2 separate regions of the Oryza sativa genome follow, and region 2 is linked to region 1. Evidence: chromatin contacts called from public HiCAR-type data. All regions are on one chromosome and are shown on one strand. Each heading gives the region's core, a stretch centred on a gene start, on an enhancer-like site or on the middle of the called end of the contact. The rest is flanking DNA. Distances are from core to core; before and after follow the strand shown.

The links. HiCAR-type assays count read pairs that join an accessible place to other places.
Region 2: a contact with region 1 is called in a HiCAR-type map of leaf, with 2.4 times the contacts expected there. The contact joins the promoter of LOC9268251 here to the promoter of LOC4350322 in region 1. A contact is called at or near these places in 8 of 15 Hi-C or Micro-C datasets (leaf, leaf mesophyll, panicle and 2 more) and 3 of 4 datasets of contacts at active chromatin or transcription factors (all in leaf).

What each region holds. Positions count from the first base shown.
Region 1 is chr11:11,487,178-11,493,946 of ASM3414082v1, forward strand. It overlaps LOC4350322, which reads left to right and starts at 5,468. Exons shown (of 21, transcript XM_015762353.3): 1 at 5,468-5,778; 2 at 5,903-5,988. The coding sequence starts at 5,697.
Region 2 is chr11:11,679,861-11,686,097 of ASM3414082v1, forward strand. LOC9268251 (flavin mononucleotide hydrolase 1, chloroplatic) reads left to right here and starts at 2,289. Exons shown (of 7, transcript XM_026021349.2): 1 at 2,289-2,590; 2 at 3,294-3,369; 3 at 4,813-4,864; 4 at 5,168-5,282; 5 at 5,355-5,425; 6 at 6,174-6,237. The coding sequence starts at 2,361.

The DNA.
Region 1 (6,769 bases), core at 4,218-6,717:
GTATGAATCATGCCCTCCAACCACAAAAACGGGTATATAGACTCCTTCAACTATCAAAACCGGTGCAATCAATGTTTCTTGGTGGTTTTGGCTGACGTGGCGCCTACATGGTGGTCTTGACCGGGTCTTTGTTCTATGTGGCATTAAAATAAAAAGCAAAAATAAAAAAATATGTGTGACTCATATGTCATTCACACCAAATATATTGTGGGACCCACATGTCATCCTCCCTCCCCTTCCCTTCTTCCTCCTCCCTCCCTCACTCTCTCCCTTATCTTTCCCTCCCTCGGCCTTTCTCTTCACATTGGCTAGAGCGGCGGCGGTGGTGGCGGTGGGGACAGCGGTCGGGAACGGCAGCACAGTGGCCACGGTAGGGCGGAGAAGGCGTTCCTCCGACGAGCGGGCAAGCTCGCCGACCGGCGCCACTGTGGGGACCCGACCGTCGCCTAGGGAGAGTAGCGTCTCCTCGGATCCCTGCCGCCTCTCTCGACCGATCGAGCGCGTCTCCATCGTCCGAGCTCCGTGCCCTTCTCCGTCCCGACGACCGGCCGCTGTCTTCGCCGTGGGGACACTGTCGCTACCCAGGGAGCATCGTCGCCGTCAGCCACCACGTTCCTCTCTCCGCCAACCGCCACCCCCTTCCTGTCTCGCTGCTGCCAACGAGGGCCACCGCACGCCTTTGGTTCTCCTCGTCCGTCGCCGGCCCTTCATCTCGGCTATTGGGAGGACGGGAGGAGAGAGTTAGATAGGTGGAGAGAGAGAGGAGGAGAAGAGTAATGGTTGACATGTGGGGTCGACGTGTTAGTGGGTTCCACAATGCATTTTTTGTGTGAATGATATATGGGTCTCACATTTTTTTTTGTTTTTACTAGAAAAAAAGCCCGTGCGTTGCAACGGGTGAAGTCTAATTTTAATTGTATTATTGTTAGATATATTTTTTTTGTCTAAAAAGTATATGGGATTTTTATTTTGAGATTGATATCCAATCTGAAGCCCTTCTATTTTTAAAAGCGAACGAATTTTAAAACCAACTTAAATACGGACGACGTACCAAAACTATCGGTGGAAACAACTTCAGTTTTAATAATATAAATCACTTAATCCTAAATAGCCGAACGAAATCATATGTTGAAAAATGATGTTAAAAAGAATCATGCTTAGATGAATCTTTCACAAAATAAATGGACATGCATGAAAGCCGCCCATACAAAATTTAGTATGTTTTGCATTTGCATGTGTGCAAAATTATTGAAATAAACACAAACAAATCTGAAATAAATAGTATGTGACATATGCTTAGAAGATGGGCAATGTTTTTCACCGAGACAGCCTCGCGTCAACAGATGGGCAATAATTTGGACCTTTTACAATTTTAGGCCCATATGTGCAAAAACATATTGGATGTGGATATAAAAAGGAAAACGTAAATATGGTCACAACGCTAAAAACGGATCTAAATCGGAATAGGACGGTTTGTTAAAATGAAAGGACAACGGACGAAAATACGATGAGTATAAAATCATCTTTAATTTATATAACTAGGAAGGAAGCCCGCGCACATGTGCGGGCAATTTATTTATTGTCTATAAAAAGAATATTAAAAGAAGCCCTATCTCACTATATTCACTATAAGAAATAGATAATAGATTTTGATATACTAAATGATAAGAATGTGTATTATATCCAAACAAAAAATCACTTTGTTCCAGTTATATGTAAATTCGTCTATCACCCCTACTTATTATTATTGTCTTGAAATATGAGTATCTTTTTAATAGATAGAATTGCAGTTATACCTAAAAGTAAACCCAATAAACCATTAATGCCAGAAAAAGTTAAATCTCCACATCATACCCAAGTGCCTATGTCTCACATGTGTCCAAATCTATATATAAATATTTAAAAATACTGCTTCTATCAATTAATAGGATAAAACCGTTAAACTTATATAAGAATGCCTCTCTAACAATCGGGTGAAGCCGACTATAGCTGTTAAGGGTTTTTCTCTAATGCCTTAATTCATGGTCTCGTATTGATATAGTCGTGCTCCTCAAGCCAGTTAAGCTCTATTTTCAACGGTAACCTGTAAAATCAGACCACCTCAACCAAATAATGCATACTCCTGCATAGCTTACTACAACATAGCCAATTGAGATCCATGCTCGGCACCCTTTAGGGAATGAGTGAAAGAAGATGGAGGTAATGAAAAAAAGGTTTTTTTTTGTGTCTTGAGTTGATTTATGTATAGAGTAGACATAATGTGTTTATGATGTTAATGAATGGTACTAAATTTTAGTAGTAAAGGCATATTGTTTAAAAAAGATTAGCACAGTTGATCATTCGACTATCTAATAGCTTCAGTGGCGAGGATCACGTAAAAAATACATGCTCTCGCGATGATCATTTGCTAACACATATGGTTTTGATATTTTTTTACTTGTATTATACATCTAATTCACCTATGCATGTACGTAGGGTCTAATATACGTTGGAATTTGTGCTAATTTGTTAACACTATTTGGATGAGAACAACAAAAAAATAGATATAATGTAGTTACGTGTACGTTTTTTTTTAGGGGGGGGGAATAGTAGTCTCTCATACATACGTTTGTTTTTTCTTTTTTTTTGGACAAAATTTTTTCTAACATAGGGATAGGATGTACCCATGTGTACTTTAAGTGTGCTTATGCACATATTTATATGAGTTCATATGATTGTCTTTTAAATTATTAGTAAAAAGAATACTTTCGAGAAAATCGATGGGAAGAGAGTGGAGCAAAGGGTGGCGTAAGGCAGTTGCATATGGCATGGCTTGTTTTACCACCTCAGTTGGAGTAGTTGCTACATTTATATATCTTCAATTTAGGAAAATCTTAGAGCTGGAAAGAAAGAGAAAACTACCAGATGGGACGGATAATATACACACACTCTTTTTTTTTTCTTTTTATATCTCTTATGTACATACTTACGTAGGAGTTGTGTACATATGCATAGAACTATATAGTTTTTAACACATAGGGATTAGTTTAGAATATCTAATTTAATGGTTGAAAATAATGGATCATTGATTTAATTGTAAACTGATGGATAAATATTTTACCTTTTTATATAATTTTTCATAGATTCTCTCTAATTTATTAGAGCATCACGTGGCATCTTAGGAGTATCTGTAGAAGTGTAGGAATAGTATTACTCATAGGTGTAATGTACTTGTAGTCAACTTTGTTTATAGTATATTGTTTTTATATTCTATTTACCTATAATTTGTTGATGGTTGCGCACTTAGTATCACCCTTTATCTTCGGTGCTGGATGACACACGTGCTCATATATCAGCTATCGTTCGGTGCATTGTGCATGGATATCTCGTAAGTAATATTATTTAGCGATTTGTGGACAATGGTTTGTATATAGAATTATATATGGAGATAAGTGAGGACATATGTTTAGTACCCTAAGTAACAAATTTAAGACTGTGTTCTAAAGTGCTTATCGGATTGGCTACTCTCTTATTTATATTTAACATGTTTCCCGAAATTGCTAAACATGTTTCCTGAAATTGCTAAACAGTATATTATATGGTGCATGTTTTGCAAATACTTTTTATATAAAAGTTTTTTTTAGAAAGATCAACTAAATTTATTTTCGCTTTTTAATATTTAATACTCAATTAAACCTGTGCTAATGACTTGCATTATTCTGAGTGCCTAAATAAACTCACCCAATAAGCTTTGATCGAACGAGGTTTAAAGTAGGAGATAAATGACAACGACACGATGTAAAAATAATATATTTGATATTTAATTCCTAATAATATATAAATAAAGAAAAAATAATACATAATAAATTTACTAACCTCATTTTGATATATTAGTTTTTTTTACAGTATGGAGTGAGTAATTTTTGAGAGTGCTATTTATAACTGGGTTTTTTTATTTTCAAAACACAGGTCTAATAGTATACTTCCTCCGTTTCATAATGTAAGACTTTCTAGCATTGCTCATATTTATTTAGATGTTAATGAATCTAGATATATATATGTGTTTAGATTTATTAACATCTATATGTATATAGGTAATGCTAAAAAGTTTTACATTGTGAAATGGAGACTGAAATGGAGGGAGTACATGTTATGTTTTTTTCTTTTTCCGGGGGTACGTACGTGTGTGTGTTTTTTTCTCTATATTTTTCGTATGTGACTGGGTACGTACATATTTTCTTTTTGTCAAATAGTGTACGTGTTTTTTTTTCTTCTCTTCTCCGCCGGCATGAGAAGTGAAAGAAAAGCGTACACACACAAAGGGGAAACGGAGGAGGTCAGATGGATACATGGATAGTACGTACGCTACGGAGGGATCATACTTGCGTTGGACGGATGGATCGAGATTTTGATTTCCTTTTAAGATAAATCTAACGATAAGGTCCATCAAAATTAATGAGTCCACCAATTTAAAGGAAAATCGACAGTCAGATTTCTCTATTTTAATAGAGTGACGTGTGGCGACTCGAGAGCGTTTATAGGATGCCACATGTCGATTTAGGAGCGTTTGTAGGAAGTTTAATGGATTTTTAGTATATAATAGAAAGAATAGATAGATTGATAGATAGGTAAAGATTATGACGGAAATGTTATGTTCTTTTTTGGAAGGCATATTTTTTGCCTTTCTTATTATTTTTCTTGTTTTTTCGCCTTTTTATCTTTTTGGATATAGTTTTTTTCACAGCCTTTTTTCAGTCTTTATTTTTTTCCGACGGCCTTTTTTTCGCTTTTTTTACGTATTTTGCTTTTTTTTTTTACTTTTTTATCGTTGCATACAAATCGGATCTTATTTTTGCATTTTTAATTTTTTTTACGAACGACTTTTTTTTCCAGGGAATCGGACTTTTCTTTTGGGGACCTTTTTCGCTCTTTTTTTTTCTTTTTTTACGGACATTTTTTCACCCCTTTTACGCCAAGGGGCAAACCCCCCCCCAAATACAGATAAAACCAAAATTCTGATACGGAAACATATTTAATTAAAATCGATTCTAACACGGATGTGTCGTAACAAATTTCTAGACAAAAACACCTTGAATTTCTTGAATTTTTATAATTGGTATATAGATATAGATAGATACATTCTAAAGCTATATAAACGCCACATAGGACAAAGACCCAGTTAAGACCACCACATAGGCGCCACATCAGCTAAAACCATCTTCAAAATCACCGAGGGACATAGTTTGCACCGGTTTTAATAGTTAGAGGAGTCGATATACCGGTTTTGTGGTCGGAGGACATGAATCATACTCGGGAGATAGTTGAGGGAGTCAAAGTATACGTTTTCTTTCTGGGTTATACGTAGAGTGGGTTGGGCTTTCTTCCTCAAAATGTTGGCCCATCAAGCAATCCGTCAAGTGGGCCAAAACAAAGTGAAGCTACGGGTTGCACTAAACCCTAAAATCCTCTCTCTCTCTCTCTCCCCCTTGTACCGACCAGCAATCCGCGCACGCGCAGCCGCCTCCCTTTGTTCGCGCCCACTTCCAGCCAGGCCACCGCCGCCGCCGCCGACCGAAGCAGCCGACGGCGACCACCGCCGCGGCGAGGGATCGGTGCGTAAGCTTGGCGGCGGGCCGCTCCGCACGCGGGAGGGAGCGCCGTAGCCGCCCTTCCCCCCACCCTCTACACCCCCTCGCCGGCGGCGAACACGGCGCGCGATGGGAGGCGCGCGCGCGCAGGTGAACAAGCCGCACAAGACACGCTTCGCCTCCAAGGCGTCGCGCCACGCGCACAAGATCGGTACGGCGCCCATGGCGGTCTCCCCTTCTCCTTCTCCTCGTCCTCCTCCCGCCCCCGGCAATCCCATTCCTCTTCTTCGTTGCCTTACGCTGATGGATGGCGGCGTCTTTTTGTTGTTCGGCAGATAAGGTCAGGACCGGGAAGCCGGAGGGCAGCCACCGCGCCGCCGTCAAGGGGGCCCGCGCCGCGCGCGTCCAGCGGAGCAAGGCGGTGAGGCTTCAGCTCTCGCAGTGCATCGCACCTTTACTTTTGTGCTTGGTTATTAGCTAGAGTATGTGCTTGACTGATTGTGACTTTTGGGTAGATGTCAAAGCTGGCTAATTCCGATTCGGGTGGCTGTATGGAGCTATTTTTTTTTCTTCTGATGTTTATTTTGTGAAGCACAAAGCATATTGATAAGACCAGCAGCCAATTAATACAAATGTTTATTAAAATTGTTAAGTACTCCAAGAAATAAGACATGTTTCCAATAAATCAATAATAATACCTGCGACATGATAGGGAACACATCTGACAGCCAGTATACTCAGTCTCAGAGTGAATGGCAATTAATCTTTGACAGTGCAGACTAAAATGATATCTGAAAAATAGATGGCTAGTGGACCGTCCAAACTTCAGCTTACACAGCTGAACTTCAACCTTCAGCTTGTACAGCTTATAGCATTCCCATAAAATTTTAGAAGACCAACAGTGCACCTGTGTGTTGCATCTGAAGTTGATTTTCATTATACTGGAGTGTAACAACATATAAACTTTTCTAACAAGAAATGAGCTTTTGCTATTTTAGTTCTTGTGTTATGATAGGTGGACAAGGGACATGGATATCTTCATTACAACACGAACTCAAGTAGTTTACAAAGTAAAAACAGGAATTTGTACTTTTTTTTTTGCTTATCCTGGTTCACTGTCCTCAGTGTTGTTAGTTGTAAGGTCCTTCAGCATGTTCAACCATTCATCTACTGAAGCATTGTTGACTGTTGGGTAGCAAGCC
Region 2 (6,237 bases), core at 1,039-3,538, 190 kb after region 1:
AAAAAAAACCTCCACCTAATGCTGATGGGAGAGAAGACTATGGGACTTGGGTTGGATTCCGCCCGGACATACGAGAAGGATTTTAATTTGTTTTTCCGTTGAAATAATAACTGAAATAAAATTTATATTAATAAAATTAGATTCTTAGCTCTCAAAATTCCAAAGAGTATTTTAGGACATGTTGAGAAAAACTTCAGCCATGATTTATTAAACAAAATTTTATTTCCCATCTTTAATTAACTTTTTAATTGATATAAATTTCAAATCAGAGTGTGACAGCAGGAGAAAGAAACCTGGTTTTCAAGGCCACAATGAAGAGCAAGTACCATCTAGAAAAATTCAAAGAGTAAGTAAATGATTGTTAGGTTGTACTCCTACCATGCATCAGTTAACGTTGTCATTGCAAGCACATGCATTTCTTCTCCATACAATAGGACAGGGTTGAAAGGTGTTACACTGTCAAAAGTGTCCTTCGTAAATTTTATCAAAAGTTTATCAATGAAAAGATGAAGATATAGATTTTACCTCAATTTCTGTTAGAATGTTTTTCAGGCTGCTAAACGATACATTTTCTGTGAAAACTTTCTATATATAAATTGTTTTAAAATATCAAGTTAATTAATTTTTCAAGTTTATAATAATTAAAATTTAATCAATCATTTTACATGTCCTAACTTCATCTTCATCTTTATTAGGGAAAAAAATCCCCACCTAATGCAGTTTAAGAATTAGTTATGTATTATTTATGTGTTTTACAATCTTGGTAGCCATCTTGGATTGATTTGGATCATTACTGGTGTCTCGCTATCAACGAATATTTTGGATTGATACTAGTAATGATTTCGTACATCAGCTCAATTTTTTGAAAATGCTCACTGAGCTAGGTCGACGTGTATATGTTTAAATGGATGAGTGACAACTAGGGATGCAGGTGGGCCGGGTTAACCCACTGACCCAGTGACCTAGCCCAAGAATCATGGGACAAAAATCAGATGGGTCGACCCATGATTTTTCGCCGGTCAACATAGGTCGTGGTCCCCTTGACCCAATCAACATAAGTGGGCCGACCCATTGAGTAGGCATTTGACTAATCGCCGGTCATCTCCGCCCCCGCCGCCGATCCTGCATTCTTGCTGTGCTCCGCCCCCGCCGCCATCGCCCTCACGAGCTCGGCGCTCTGCGATCGCTGTCCCGTCTCCGAGACGAGCCCTACTGGCAGGCATCCTGCCCATTCATCTTCTCCTCGCTCGGCGCCAGCTACTGCACGACAGGCAGCGGCGACGCGGCAGACACACGCAAGGCCGAGAGACCTGCAGACCCGCCGCCGACGGAGCTTACCGGCGGTGCCACAGCCGGCGGACGCGCGGAGGTAGCGGCGCCATGGATGATTAATAATTCTGTGCGTGTTCCTTTCTTCTGTCCATGCTAAAACTAGAAAAGAATCAAAGATATTGGATTCTCGGTGGATTGGATGCAGATGTAGCTCATGGATTTCACTTTTCAGGCATAGCATGATGTCTAAATTCAAAAGCAGTTGCTTCCTCGTCTTTGCTTACATAATAGTTACATATGGTTTAAGCGATTTGGTTAATCTCTCGTTCCTCGGGCCTCAGTTCTGCAGTTTTCTCGTATTTGTTTGATTTCAGCTGATGTCAAATGATTAATATAATCATCTATGAATTTTAGGTTTGATGCTGTCTGCTATCTGTTCGATTTCTGCTGATGTCAAATGCTTAATCTTCCAGTATGATTTTTTTTGGTTTGATGATCCGTGCTGCTGTTGATCTGTTTAGACGATCTGGCTGTTGTGCGTACTAGTCGTTGCTTTGTGAATTGCCACTCCACGGCGTGATTGGCCAATCTGAATCCGGTCGCCCCATGGACAGCTCGTGGGTCAGTGGTCCATGCATGTTTTGTGGGTCGGAAATCACCGCCTTGGGTATCGTGGGTCAGACTTTGGGTCGACCCAGCCCGACCCCCCCAGCACATTACGAGTGTAGAGGAAATAAATAAATAAGGAACCACCTATATATTTATCGATAAATTTTCTTCTAAAATTGACAGTGTAATTTTTGTAGGAGAAAATTTATCGACAAATATATAGCAAATATATAGCAAAATTGATAAATAAAATATAGGAGTATCTATCAAAGAAAATAAAATTTGTGTTAGAAAATCGAGCGGTTTGATAAGAAAAAAAAGGTGAGATATAGCAAAATCAATAAAATATTGCGCCACCTGTCCGTCGTCTCGTCTCCAGTAGACGGGCCCCTGTGGTGGCTGTGTGCGAGCAAAATACTAGCAGCAAGAAGCAATCATCCTCTCCTCGCCCCGCACCATCTCTCCAGTCTCCATCCTTGATGGTCTCCTTGCTCCCCCGCGCGCCCTGCCTCGCCTCCTCCATCCCCAAGCCCACCGCCCTTCGGCCGCCGTGCATGGCGTCCACATCCGCCGCGGCCCCTGCCGCTGCAGCGGCGACGGCGGAGGCGTCCGCGTCCCGGCCGCCGAGGAAGCTGCCGGTGCTGCTGTTCGACGTCATGGACACCGTCGTCCGCGACCCCTTCTACCACCACATACCGGCCTTCTTCCAGTTCAGTGCATCTCCCGTCCCTTGTGATCGGTGTTGGTGTGGGTTTGCAGTTGAGGTGTTCGACGGAATGCCTGCTTGGGGGTTCTTGGGGGCTTACTGTTGCTCGTATTAGAGGGGCTATGAATGTTAATGATCTTGCGTTTTTGTCTGGATCCGGCTTAGGCTATGTGGTGGTTTTGTAGTAATGGCTTGGATTTCCCTGTGGGATTGCAATGGTTTCATTGGTACTGGAATGCTCAGACTCCCAATAAATCATATATAAGTGCACAATTGTGAATTCAATATTCGTTTATGAACTAGCACCACACAAGTACCTAAAACTGTTTCAGAAATCCTGTGTTGAATATTTTATTACTTATTACCTCAATGATTCGGTTAATTTAAGCGTGAAGTCTATTTTATTTTTCTTGCTTTAACTCTTCTCAGATTCCATTTTGTCATTATAAATACTTGGGTTTATATCAGTGAAACCATCCCAATCAAAACCATGATGGAATAGAGTTTTGGGCGTTGTTTACCTGTAATATGGGGGTGAAGCCAACCGTTTTTTGAGTTTGGTGTGAAATTTTGATTCCAATAAGAGTTTGAGGGCCAAACTAGACTTTACCCTTAAATTAATATCTTCTCCTATATGTTTTACTATGATTTGTATATCTATTTTGTGTTACTTTCTGGATTATAAATATCCAATATTTGCCTGCAGAATGTCAATGAAGGAACTCCTCGAAAACAAGCATCCAACAGCATGGTCTGAATTTGAGATGGGTCTAATTGATGAGGTGTGAGTTATTACTTTTCATATATTGGTGAGATATTGGCCACGGTAGTAGGATCCTAGTTTTGACTTTTGAATTGTTTTTGCGAAATATTTTTCTCGAAAACGCAAGAGAATTGCGTTTCATTTCATTAAGGGGAAGAAAATAAAGGAAAAATACAAAGTAGGAGAGACCAAAGCCCTCCTACACACCCACGCCCCGGCCAACCCCGGCCAACTAGCTGCCTATGTTTCTGTGAAATATACCACTAATTATTGACAGTTACTTACTTTGCTAATGGACATTAAAGGTTGCCAAGTTGTGCTTGCCACGCTTGAAATGACTTCAGTTCATCAATAACATATGTGGTTCCTTCATTATCTTAGTCATTGTTCTTACTTCCTGTAATCCTATTTCTTGTATCGAGAAATTCATTACTCCACTAGGTCATTGATCACTGCTTTCTGGACTTGGTGGACACTTACTAGCTCAACATTTTAGGTGTTTAAACAAGGAAAGTAAGTTTTATATGTTTGTCCTATAGATAACAAGCACAAAAGGTTATGTGCATTTGAGGATAGACAAGTGACGAAAATGCTGAAATTAATCTGTATCAGGAAAATTGTTTCCGAGAGTGATTCGTGATGGCACTGGCACCGGGGTAGGATTAATGAATGCCATTGTATGATCCACTTGGTCTTACAGTGTATGACTTCTTCACTACGGTCCACATGTTAGGAGGAAGAAAAAATAATGGGTTTGGGAATTATAGAAATTTGTATGCATCTTAAAATACATCTACCTAGTTTGAGTGTTTGACTATTGGCGATTGCTAAGCACCCTGATGATTCACATGCTACTGAACTCTATAACCTACATATGGTCAAAGTTCTAATGCTATGTAATTAATATATCGTTCCGTTACAGATAACTAAGATTCTTCTTTTTATCTTATTATTTTGCATGGTGTGTGTTGTCTTTAGGAAAAAGGTCTATTTTTGGCCCTCAAACTCTGCTAGAAGCCCATTTCACCTGAACTTAAAAATCAATTTTCACCCAAAACATCCAAACCGGACAAACAACACCCCTAATGCTATTCCAAAGTGGTTTTGTTTACTTGGATGTAGTTTTCAGTGACAAAAACCTGCTACTTGTAAAGTATCGCTTTATGTGGATACCACTTAGATGAATCCAAGTCAGTGAAATTTGCCTAATAGGATCCATGCTAGTGAAATCACCTTCATATCGACCAAAACCATGGCGGAATAGTGTCTAGTGTGTTATTTGTCTGCATATGGAAGTAGGGGTGAAATTTTTAGTCAGGGTCAGTGAACTTCAGGCTGATTTCGGGAGTCAAAAATAGATGCCTTCTCTTTATGATTTTTTTCAGCTGAAATTGGAATATTCTGTTCTACTCTGATCAGAGATCAAGTCACCATTTTGTGATTTTTTTTCTTCTACTTCCAGAATGAACTGGCCAAAAAGTTCTTCAATGATGGCAGGTCTTTTGATTTGGAAGGTGAGAAGATCAGATCAGGTGTTTTACCGGGGATACAGATTGTTCCATTTTATAAACTGGCATCAAATAATCATTGTTTGAAGATACTTGATTTTGTTCATTGCTTCATTTACTCAGAATTGTTAATTAACTTAATATCCTACTTCAATGGATTTTCAATAGTAAAATATAGACTCAAAGCTTTGTACTTGTCTAATTATTAATAGCTATTGTCTTTTGTGACGTAGGTTTTTCTCAAACCTAATCTGTTAGCTTTTTTTATATCTTAGAAGATGTTTATTATTATTGTGTTTTTTCCTATAGGTTTGAAAGCATGCATGGTGAGGGCATATGAGTACATCGATGGTGTTGAAGACATTCTTTACAGTTTGAAGCAAAATAACTATGAAGTGCATGCATTTACAAATTATCCAGTGTGGTGGGTTTCAACTTATCTTGACACATTTGTACACATGTGCTTGTTCGGTTGTTCCTGAAATATGTTCTGTAGGTACCAGTTAGTTGAGGAGAAGTTAAAGCTCTCAAAGTATTTGTCCTGGACATTCTGTTCATGCACAGTTGGTAATACTATTTCTCAGATTTTATTTTTCTTTTTAAATGGAGTAATATATTAATATATATGTTAACAGATCGATGTCTATGGATCAAATGGACTTCTTTATGTCATAAAATGGTTAGATATAGTATGTTGGTTCTTTAGTGCATAAAACCAATATGAGCTGAACACATTGTCACCAACTTTAATATCTTTGTAGGATAACGTTTTCCTACTCCTCAAACTTACATCATGCTCAATTCTATACACACAATTTTATAATCGAATATAATATTTACACATAGTTGACCAACGTTGAGCATGCATTGCTGTGCTGACACAGCATAAAATCGCCTTTCCAGAGCAGGGGTGCACTCTATCTGTTACCGGAAGTTGAGGGGGAGGTTTTTATCCAATTGACAGTTGGGGTGAAAATTAAACTTTAGAAATAGTTGAGGGATGAAAAATAGACTTTTTTCCTTTTTGTGGTACCCTTTTTTAGGCAATTTAGTGTTAATATGTTCTGTAATGTACATGAGCCCGACTAGTTTGTACTAGGTGTGGCATTAGCTTCTATCTTGAGTTGGAACAGACTGATGTAGTAGCTTAGTAGTTTTGTTATTATGTGTTAAATGATGAAGCATAAGGGAACTTGTTAAGTTGTGGTGTCTTCATGATGGGTCATTATGATGTTGTGTGGTCATCAATGATCAAAATGACCAAACTTGAATGCAAATACTATCTCTAATTTGTTGTTACAATTTCATTCTTCAGGTAAGCGCAAACCTTCGCCTGATTTTTATCTACATGCTGTGGACCACCTAAACGTTGATCCAGC